Linked DNA regions of Mus musculus: region 1 is linked to region 2. A link is a contact called in public HiChIP or PLAC-seq data. All regions are on one chromosome and are shown on one strand. The core of a region is the stretch at or near the end of the contact, and the rest is flanking DNA. Distances in the headings are between cores, read along the strand shown. Region 1 overlaps Adh4 (alcohol dehydrogenase 4 (class II), pi polypeptide). Region 2 overlaps Gm31678 (a long non-coding RNA gene).

Region 1 (4,399 bases), core at 1,468-3,967, 630 kb after region 2:
CCCACAAGGGGCCTTCCCCCCCTTGATCACTAATTGAAAAAATGCCTTACAGTTGGATCTCATGGAGGCATTTCCTCAATTGAAGCTCCTTTCTCTGTGATAACTCCAGCTGTGTCAAGTTAACACAAAGCTAGCCAGTACAACAGTTAATGACGCTGGAAGATAAGCATCTGGAGGGTCATTTTTAGTTTTATTTGAGCCTTCTATTGGAAAAAAAAATGAATTAATAACATAACCCTTAAGAGAGCTCCTGACATACAGAAAGCGCTTAACAGGTGTGCTGGTATTGACACTAACATAACTCAGAAATACTATGTATGGGTGGGAAAAAGATCAAATTATTTTCCCAACTTTTCCAGTCGATTCCATAAAACGTTCATGGCAAAAAATGTTTTATATGACATCTGATATATCTTCTTCATTGTCTGCTTTTTTTTTCCTAGAAACTTCAAATACCCCACTATTGATCAGGAGCTCATGGAAGACAGAACCAGCAGGTTTACCTGCAAAGGAAGATCAATTTACCATTTCATGGGCGTCAGTTCATTCTCTCAATACACTGTGGTTTCAGAGGCCAATCTTGCCAGAGTCGATGATGAGGCAAACTTGGAGAGAGTGTGTCTGATTGGATGTGGGTTCTCATCAGGCTACGGGGCTGCCATCAATACTGCCAAGGTACACTTAAGTGCTAGGCTGTCTGCAGACAGAGGTTGCTGGGAGACAACGCTGTATAAAGGAGTCAGGACCGTCTTCACACTCTGGCTGCCTTGCTTATTGCCACCATAATTAATTAAATCATTTACCACCTCTGTGATTATCTTCTTATATGTACTGAGGATTGAACCCCAGGTCCTATACCTGCTAGGAAAGTGCTGTACCATTGAACTACATCTCTAACTTAACCTCTGTGATTTTATGTGTACTACTAGATGTCTCTGAATAATAATAGTAATAGGTATGAGCATATTAAGTTATATTGCATATATAAAACACTGACTTAATAAGCTACATATAGATGTTCCCTGATTTATATAAAGCCCATTTAAACATGACCCCTGAATATGAATGCTCACCTGGGACAACAGCAAATAGAGAATCCCCACCTATTTCCATTTTGTCATCTTGCTTTCTCCCTGATTCTATAGATTATTCTCCCTCAATCAATAATAATTTACCAATTTCCCATCCTTTTGTGATTTTAAAAGAGTATATTCTTACAAGATGTGTTCCTGGGTTCCTATTAGAATATAAACACTCTTTTTTTTTTTAAGTTTGTTTATGTTATTTATACGAGTACTCTGTAGCTGTGTTCAGACACACCAGAAGAGGACATCGAATCCCATTACAGATGGTTTTGAGCCACCATGTGGTTGCTGGGAATTGAACTCAGGACCTCTGGAAGAGCAGTCAGTGCTCTTAACCACTGAGCCATCTCTTCAGCCCTTGAACACTCTTTTAAGGTTAACTAGGTTACAGTCAAATAGACAAGATGGTAAAAAGAAAATAAAAGATCTCCTAGGCATCCCTGAAGCGTTGCAGGGAAGAAGCCCATCTCTCTCTGCAGACTTTACTCAACACATTAGACATATGTTAGTCTATCAGTCTCTATCTATCTATCTATCTATCTATCTATCTATCTATCTATCTATCAGGCTGGTCTACTGATCAACTTCCAGAACAGCGGGACTATACAGAGAAACCCTGTCCAAAAGAGGTGGGGGAGGGGAAGAGAAGGGGGAGGGGAGGGAGGGAGGGGAGGGAGAGGGGGAGGGGAGGGGGAGGGGAGAGGGAGGGAGAGGGAGGGAGAGGGAGAGGGAGGGAGGAGAGGGAGAGGGAGAGGGAGAGGGAGAGGGAGAGGGAGAGGGAGAGGGAGAGGAAGAGGGAGAGGGAGAGGGAGAGGGAGAGGGAGAGGAAGAAATAGAGATGCCTCTGACCCAATTTCAATGGGGGGACGGACTCCTTTGAGATTGTGTGGAGTTTTAAATTGTTTTCTGACATCATTGAAGGGAAAGGTGAAAGAAGAGAATTTTTTCCACTTGGGCTTGTTCCTTCTGAACTGAGATATGAATGGCCCTTGAGTCATTCTACAAATTTTGGTAGGAAAGCACCTGTCTTCACACTGGCAGGTTGTCACCACTGGCTACATCAGAGTTTTATAACAGGCATCCTTTTTTTAAATTTAATTCCATGTCTGGGTCCTCATCTCGCCCCCCCCCATGAAAGAAAAAGCTGAGATCAGCAACTTTAAGTCACTCTGTACTTTTCCTGCCTGCAGGTCACCCCCAGTTCCACTTGTGCTGTCTTTGGCCTGGGGTGTGTAGGTCTTTCTGCCATAATTGGGTGTAAAATAGCAGGTGCTTCCAGAATCATAGCTATTGACATCAACGGTGAGAAGTTCCCAAAAGCCAAGGCCCTGGGAGCCACTGACTGCCTGAATCCCAGGGAGCTAGACAAACCTGTCCAGGATGTCATCACTGAGCTGACAGCTGGAGGTGTGGATTACTCCCTTGACTGTGCAGGAACAGCTCAGACCTTGGTATGTGGACTTCTCTCCCCATCCCCAGTCCTTGCTTCTTACTTCCAATATGTTCTTTAATCACCAAATAATAGGGGAAAGTGGGTCGTGCTTACAGCAGGAGATGTCCTTCTTAATGTTAACCTTTTCAAAGGCAGAACAGAAAAGAACTGTCAGTTGTAGGTCACCACCCACCTTCAGCCATGCTAACTTTCCATCAAAGCTCACTGATGTGGTTTTTATTGGTTTGTTTTATCTTAGCGTCATGAACTACCTGTGTTTGGAGGGGGGGGGGGTGCTTATTAGAAGAAGAGACTTATTTTGCTTACATTTTGGAAGCTGAAAATCTCATCTGCATCACCTGAACGGGCTGTTGGTGGGATAATGTGTGGTCCATTAGGGAGGCACGTTTGCAGGATTTTCCCTGTCCAGTTACATTAGTGCAGAAGAGGTCTGTGATTGGACAGGGAAAAGGGGGCAGAGCTAAGAACTGCAGAGAGAGGGAGCATCCCCGAGGGTCGAGAAGAACCGAGATGGCTTCAGACGTGTACCTGCATGGCATTTACCAGCCACAAGTAGTTATGATTTCACAAGGTTAGAAATATTGGGATAAAGCCTTTATCATTATCAATTGGCTCTGAAATTATTATATTGGCATCTTGTAAATTGTGATGTTATTGATGCATAAATCTGATTGTTTAATTAAACTTTAAGAGTTTTGATTTACTTGGTTACTGGAATGTGGGACCACCAATCACATGCGAGCTAGAGTTGGGAACACTTGGGATACTGGGGGAGGGGGGGTGGGGAGGGGGCAGGGAAGGGGTGTGATAGCTAGAGAGAGTTGCCAGCAGGAGTGCATGCAGGAAGCCTGCCTGGTTGACCACACCGGGAGTTGGCAGGGCTGAGAGAAGCAGGAGCCCCTCCAGGGAGTTGGCGGGTTCCTTTTTATTATTTTACACATCAGAGACCTCTCTAAAGATCCTGCCAGTTATCAGCAAGCAGAAGACCCGTGCACGACTCCCTCAAAGGCACAGTCAGACCAAGTCTGAGTCACAGCACTTCCCAATGCGCATGCTCTGTGCCGTCGGGCCTCCAAGATGGCAGTCATACCATTTACTGAACATTCACATGTTCGCTCTTCTGAGATCTCTTCTTGGGCAGAAAATAAGTTTCCGATTTTTTTTTTTCATGATGGTTCGAACTATTTATTGCTAACAGATAACTTGGCCAGAGAACTTCCCCACTGTATCAAATCAAAATGAAATAAAAGGCAGTGAGCCTCATGTTACAGACAGGTAGTCTCTGTAGTCTCCACTTGAGCTGCCCAGCTTTTTTCTTTGGTGAATAATACCTAGTTTGTATTTACTCAAGATGCTAATTTTACTGTTTGTTTGTTTGTTTGTTTGGGGATGAAATGACATTAGTTCTATGCCCTGATTCTTCCGGTTTCACTGTGAGCAAGAAGCAGCTGTGATTTTTTTTTTTTCCTTTTGAGTGACACTGTCATAGAGCCTGGTTACTAAACCTCCTCTTAGAGATGATTAAAAAGAGTAAAAGCTATAAAGAAAAAGTCTTTCTGGGGCTTCCTTCCCTGGGTCTTACCTGACTAGGGCATTCTCTGGAAGAGAATGGAGTCCAGGAAGAAAGCAATCACAGGCCACACACAAACCTCTTGGCAGCACCTAGTAGGTTGGAAAAGCTGGTAAGCATTGGCTGTTGGGGGCAGCAGCATTCAGGGCTAATAACCCCATGCTGTGTTCTGTGTTCTGAGCTTCCCACCCTGCACCCTGCAGTGTTCCACACCCGTTCTTCACTTCCCACAGCTCATTTTACAGTGAAAAGCAGCTACCTGCTGCGGTGTTTGTGTGTTTGTTTATGATG
Region 2 (4,294 bases), core at 289-2,788:
GTAGTGCAAAGTAAATGATTAATACTGGGCCTGCTCCCTTTAACGGGTGTATGGCTTGACATCTCACTGGACAGGTCAGGAACCTGTAGATTTTAAGGAACCTCCTGATTCTGACTAATTCCCGGGAAAGGAAGGCAACAAAAGAGTCCCTGTTTACCAGTGTCACGTTGTCACATGTATGTCACGTGGCACGTTCCATGTTGTAATCCCAGGCAAAGGGAGGAGAAGCTTAAGGGCAGCCTTGCCTATGGAGACCCCTTTCTCATCAGCAAAAAGGAACTCCGTTTTCTCCTTCAGCAACGCAAACACTGCTGCTGAAATAAACTGAGGAAACCTGAGCTACAGAAAGATTCTTTTTTCCAGTTATACAATCATAATTTTTGTCTGCCCCTAATTTATTTATTTATTTTATTTATTCTTTACATCACAATCACAGCCGCCCCACCCCCCATCCCCTGCATCTCTCCTCCCAGTCAGCAAGATGAGTAAAGGCATTGGTGGCTATGACTGATCACCCAAGTTCAATCCCTGCAACTCACAGGATAGAAGCAGGGAATTACCTCCTGCAAGCTGTTCTCTGACCTCCATACAAATGCTGCGGCATTAAAGCACACACGCGTGCACATGCACACACACCGCGAATACAAAATATTTAATAAAATATATAATTCAACTTTTTTCTGTTTCATGATACTTCAAAACTTCCAGCAAAGGAGAACCACAGCTGAGGCCAGCAACCGAATCCTCTGTGTCCTCAGTCATCGGGGACATGGCTGCAAACAAGAGCAAAGTCAGATTACATGTGACATTGCACAGGTACAGTTCCAGCATTCAGGAGGTAAAGGCAGGATCGTCAGAAGTTTAAGGCCATCCTCAGCCAGGGAGAGAGTTTATGAGAGCCAGATGCCTCTGCAGTTGAAAACCTACACTGGTCTTCCAGAGGACCAGAATTCAGTTTCCAGTAACCATGTCAGGTCGCTTACAACCACCTGTAACTCCAACTCCAGGGCATCCAGAGCCCTCTTCTGACTTCCCTGGCAAGCACACACATTGTGGCATGCACTCACACATGGTCATGCATGCACATACACATATACATAACTCACTAGAGTTAATTTCGTATAACATTGTAGGGCTATAGGCAATGTTAGGAAGACTTACATTAATTTTCTTAAACATATTTCCGTCAACGTTTAGGATTATAATATCTAGAGCACATTTGAAACCTCTTCCTCTCCTCCACCCACCCACATACTTCTTTCATTATTACTTTGTGGTAGTTGTGGAGCATGCTCAGATCTTGGTGAGACCTGAGTTCAAGCTCAGGTCGTTAGATTCTCCCCCCGCTGTGCCACTTTGGCCCCAGTATTTTTGATGCAGAGTACAAAATAACAGCCTACAGCTTGGCCACATCTCTGATGCTATGGCTATGTCAAACACTGGGTGTTCTGAATTTTCTAGAACACATGCCAACCATGAGACGGCTATGGGCAAAAGTATGAGTCAGGTATAGATCATGAATTGCCATGGTGACCTTAGTGAGGGTGAGGCCATGACTACCAACTAGAGGTACAGTGGTGTTTCACGGATAAAGGGGGTAAGGAAATGAATGTGCCTGATAAACTCAAATTAGATGTACTCCCAGCCAACTTCCCACATGCAGCCTTTCGCTGACAGTTGATTGGAGAACAAACAGGACTGGGAAGAAGTCAAAAACCGAGAACGATCCCAGCCAACTGGAACCAAAATACCTTATTTTGAGTGTGCTTGCAAAGGCCCTTTGCTTGTGAGAATTGAATGTCAGTAAAGTTTAAACTTGATCTATTTACCTTCCTGTGAGTCTGCCTCTGATTAAAAGTGACTGCTTTCTCATGCCAGACAACTTTCACATAACCACTTTCGGCATGATGCCTTCATGTGAAAGACGGTACTGTGTTTTTTAAGCCTTGGCTGGCACAGGCAAGTGTGTTCTCCTGCAGCCTGGAGAGAACAGAATGAGTTTAGGGCAGAGAAAGAGCAAGAGAACTTTCTCTGCTTTCTTTGGCACGGGAGTTTGTATAGAAGGGATGAGGCTAGCTCAATAGAAGAGTGGTTGTCTAGCAGGAGAGAGGTTTTGCAGTCCATCTCCAGCATTGCCAGAGAAAGTAAAAGAACACTCTTAGATACCCAAGTCTCGTGGAGAATAAAACATGCTGTGTCATACTTGCCAGCAGTGAACTGAACCCTGAACTAAGAATCTACAAGGTAGACTCATTAGGTCATTTGCATAAGTCGGTTACCAAAGATTTGCTTTGCAAGGCATTGGCAGACAGGTCTTGATGACAAAAAGGATTGAAGCATCAGAACAACAAGATGGGAAGCCGGGGAACATCCAACTGGATGCAGAGTCGCAACCACCATGGTCCTACAGGAGCCTGGAGGAAAGGACAAGGACGATGAGTAGCAATAGAGCCTGGGATGCCTCCAAACCAACCAAACACGCAATAGCTCTTTCTCACCCTCTTGCTCTCTGGTTGTCTTGCCTCCCTCCCACTTTAAATCTGTTTCTAGCTATAGTAGAAAAGGAAAAGGCGAGGAAAAGCTTCAGAAATAGCAGGACCCAAATCCATGACACTCTGGCACTGAACGGAGAGTTCTTTTTCAATCCTAATGCACTGGAGAGTCATGGCCACATTTGGTACCCACGTATTATCTCCTGAAAGCCAAAGGTCAAAGGCCCAGGCTGGAAATGTAGCTCAACTGGTAGAGTAACTATCTAACATGTAAGAAGCCCTGGGTTCAGTCCCTAGCATTTCATAAAACTAAGTCCACCTGTGATCCCAGAACTCAGTAGGTGGATTCAGGAGAAGGTCATCCCCACTATACAGTGAGCTGAGTTGAAAGCCATCCTGTGATACATGAGACCCTGTCTCAAAGCAAAAGAAAACAAAGCCAAAGTGAAGGCCTGTCATAGATGAGCCTCTTTGTAGTCTAACTGTGCATATGCTTTCAATTACTTCAATTGTTTGATTGCTTCATTTAAGCAATAAGAACTGATAGAAAAGATTTTTAGCACCCCAATTAAGTCAATGTTAGAAGTCAGAAATGGGACCAGACTTAATGCAAGCTTGAAGCCAGCCTCAACTACATAATGACTTCTAGACCAGAAGGGACTATATAGGTAGGCCCTGTGTTTTAAGACAAAACAAAAACAAACAAACAAACAAACAAAAACAGGGCTGGGCATAGTGGCTCATACCTTTCATCCCATCACTCAGGGGACAGAGGCAGGCAGTCTCTGTAAGTTTGAAGCTAACCTGATCTCCATAGGAGTTCCAGGCCAGCCAGGGTTACATGGTGAATTCCTAAGAAGATAAATAAATGTAAGGGGAGACAGAGAGACAGAGACAGAGACAGACAGAGAGAGAGAATCAAAAATCAAAGCCTGGGCTATACAGTGAGATCAAGAGTGATTCAAAGCAAACAAGCAATCCATTTGCTACTGATTTTGTGACCCAGGTAACTCTCTAAACCTGTTCCCATATCTGTATATGGGGGTGATTATACTGCCCTCCACATAAGGCTTTATAAATAGAAGATGGTAATATATTAAGGAGAACAGGTGTTGAGACAGTGTCTCATACAGTGGGCTAGCCTCAGACTGACTATGAAGCTAAGAATGATCGTGAACTCCTGATCCTTCAACTCCACCTCTCAAATATTGAGGTCATGCATATGGTCCACCCCACTGAGCTTACACAGTGGTTAGGAAAATATCCTACATATGAAAGGAGTTTAGTAAATGTTCAGTCTTCCACTTGATTCCCATTTGTTAGACTTGGGGTTTTTTTTATTATTTTAAAAATTATCTGTATGCGTGCATGTTTGTGTGTGTGTGCTTGTGGGGTGGAGGGAGGGGCAGTGTACATGTACATGTATCCTTGGAGTCCAGAAGAGGATATTGCATCCTCTGGAGCTGGAGATACAGGTGATTGTAGGCAGCCTGATGTTGGTACTGGGAACAGAACTCAGATCTTCTACAAGAGCAATATGTTTGTATACCCTCCTCACGATTGATTCACCTCTCCCAGACCTTATTTTTGCTTTTAACGACAACATTCCCAGCTATTTCTTTCTCCTAGAAAGGACATTTTGTCACAGAAAAACGGGAATAGAATAGAATATCATAGAAACCTAATAGAGTAGAAATCAAAATGTAGGGACATCAAAACAAGCTTATTTTGAGCAGAACATTACATGCCATAGATTAGCTGGTGGAGACTTTTTAACACCTTCAGTGGCTGCTGTGTGACAG

The links. HiChIP or PLAC-seq counts read pairs in DNA pulled down with a chosen protein or histone mark.
Region 1: a BATF HiChIP or PLAC-seq map of CD8 T cells shows a contact between it and region 2, with 7 read pairs. The contact joins two enhancer-like sites. A contact is called at or near these places in 5 of 39 promoter capture datasets (the 3T3-L1 cell line, the HPC-7 cell line, embryonic stem cells and 1 more), 1 of 15 datasets of contacts at CTCF or cohesin (the NIH/3T3 cell line), 19 of 484 Hi-C or Micro-C datasets (CD4 T cells, the G1E-ER4 cell line, the HPC-7 cell line and 13 more) and 3 of 115 datasets of contacts at active chromatin or transcription factors (CD8 T cells, embryonic basal ganglia and forebrain).

The regions. Positions count from the first base shown.
Region 1 is chr3:138,421,719-138,426,117 of GRCm38.p6, forward strand. Adh4 (alcohol dehydrogenase 4 (class II), pi polypeptide) reads left to right here. Exons shown (of 9, transcript NM_011996.2): 5 at 444-675; 6 at 2,276-2,536. Among named protein-coding and RNA genes, the nearest start is that of Adh4, 8.4 kb to the left of the region's middle. Within about 2 kb of position 2,718, at least 10 of the 459 cell types and tissues checked have an H3K27ac peak or open chromatin away from gene starts, as enhancers often do. A contact at or near this core is called in CD8 T cells and Th2 cells, where this site is marked.
Region 2 is chr3:137,794,628-137,798,921 of GRCm38.p6, forward strand. It overlaps Gm31678 (a long non-coding RNA gene), which reads right to left. Exons shown (of 3, transcript XR_376121.2): 2 at 2,280-2,414; 3 at 642-773. Among named protein-coding and RNA genes, the nearest start is that of Gm31678, 5.9 kb to the right of the region's middle. Within about 2 kb of position 1,539, at least 12 of the 459 cell types and tissues checked have an H3K27ac peak or open chromatin away from gene starts, as enhancers often do. A contact at or near this core is called in CD8 T cells and Th2 cells, where this site is marked.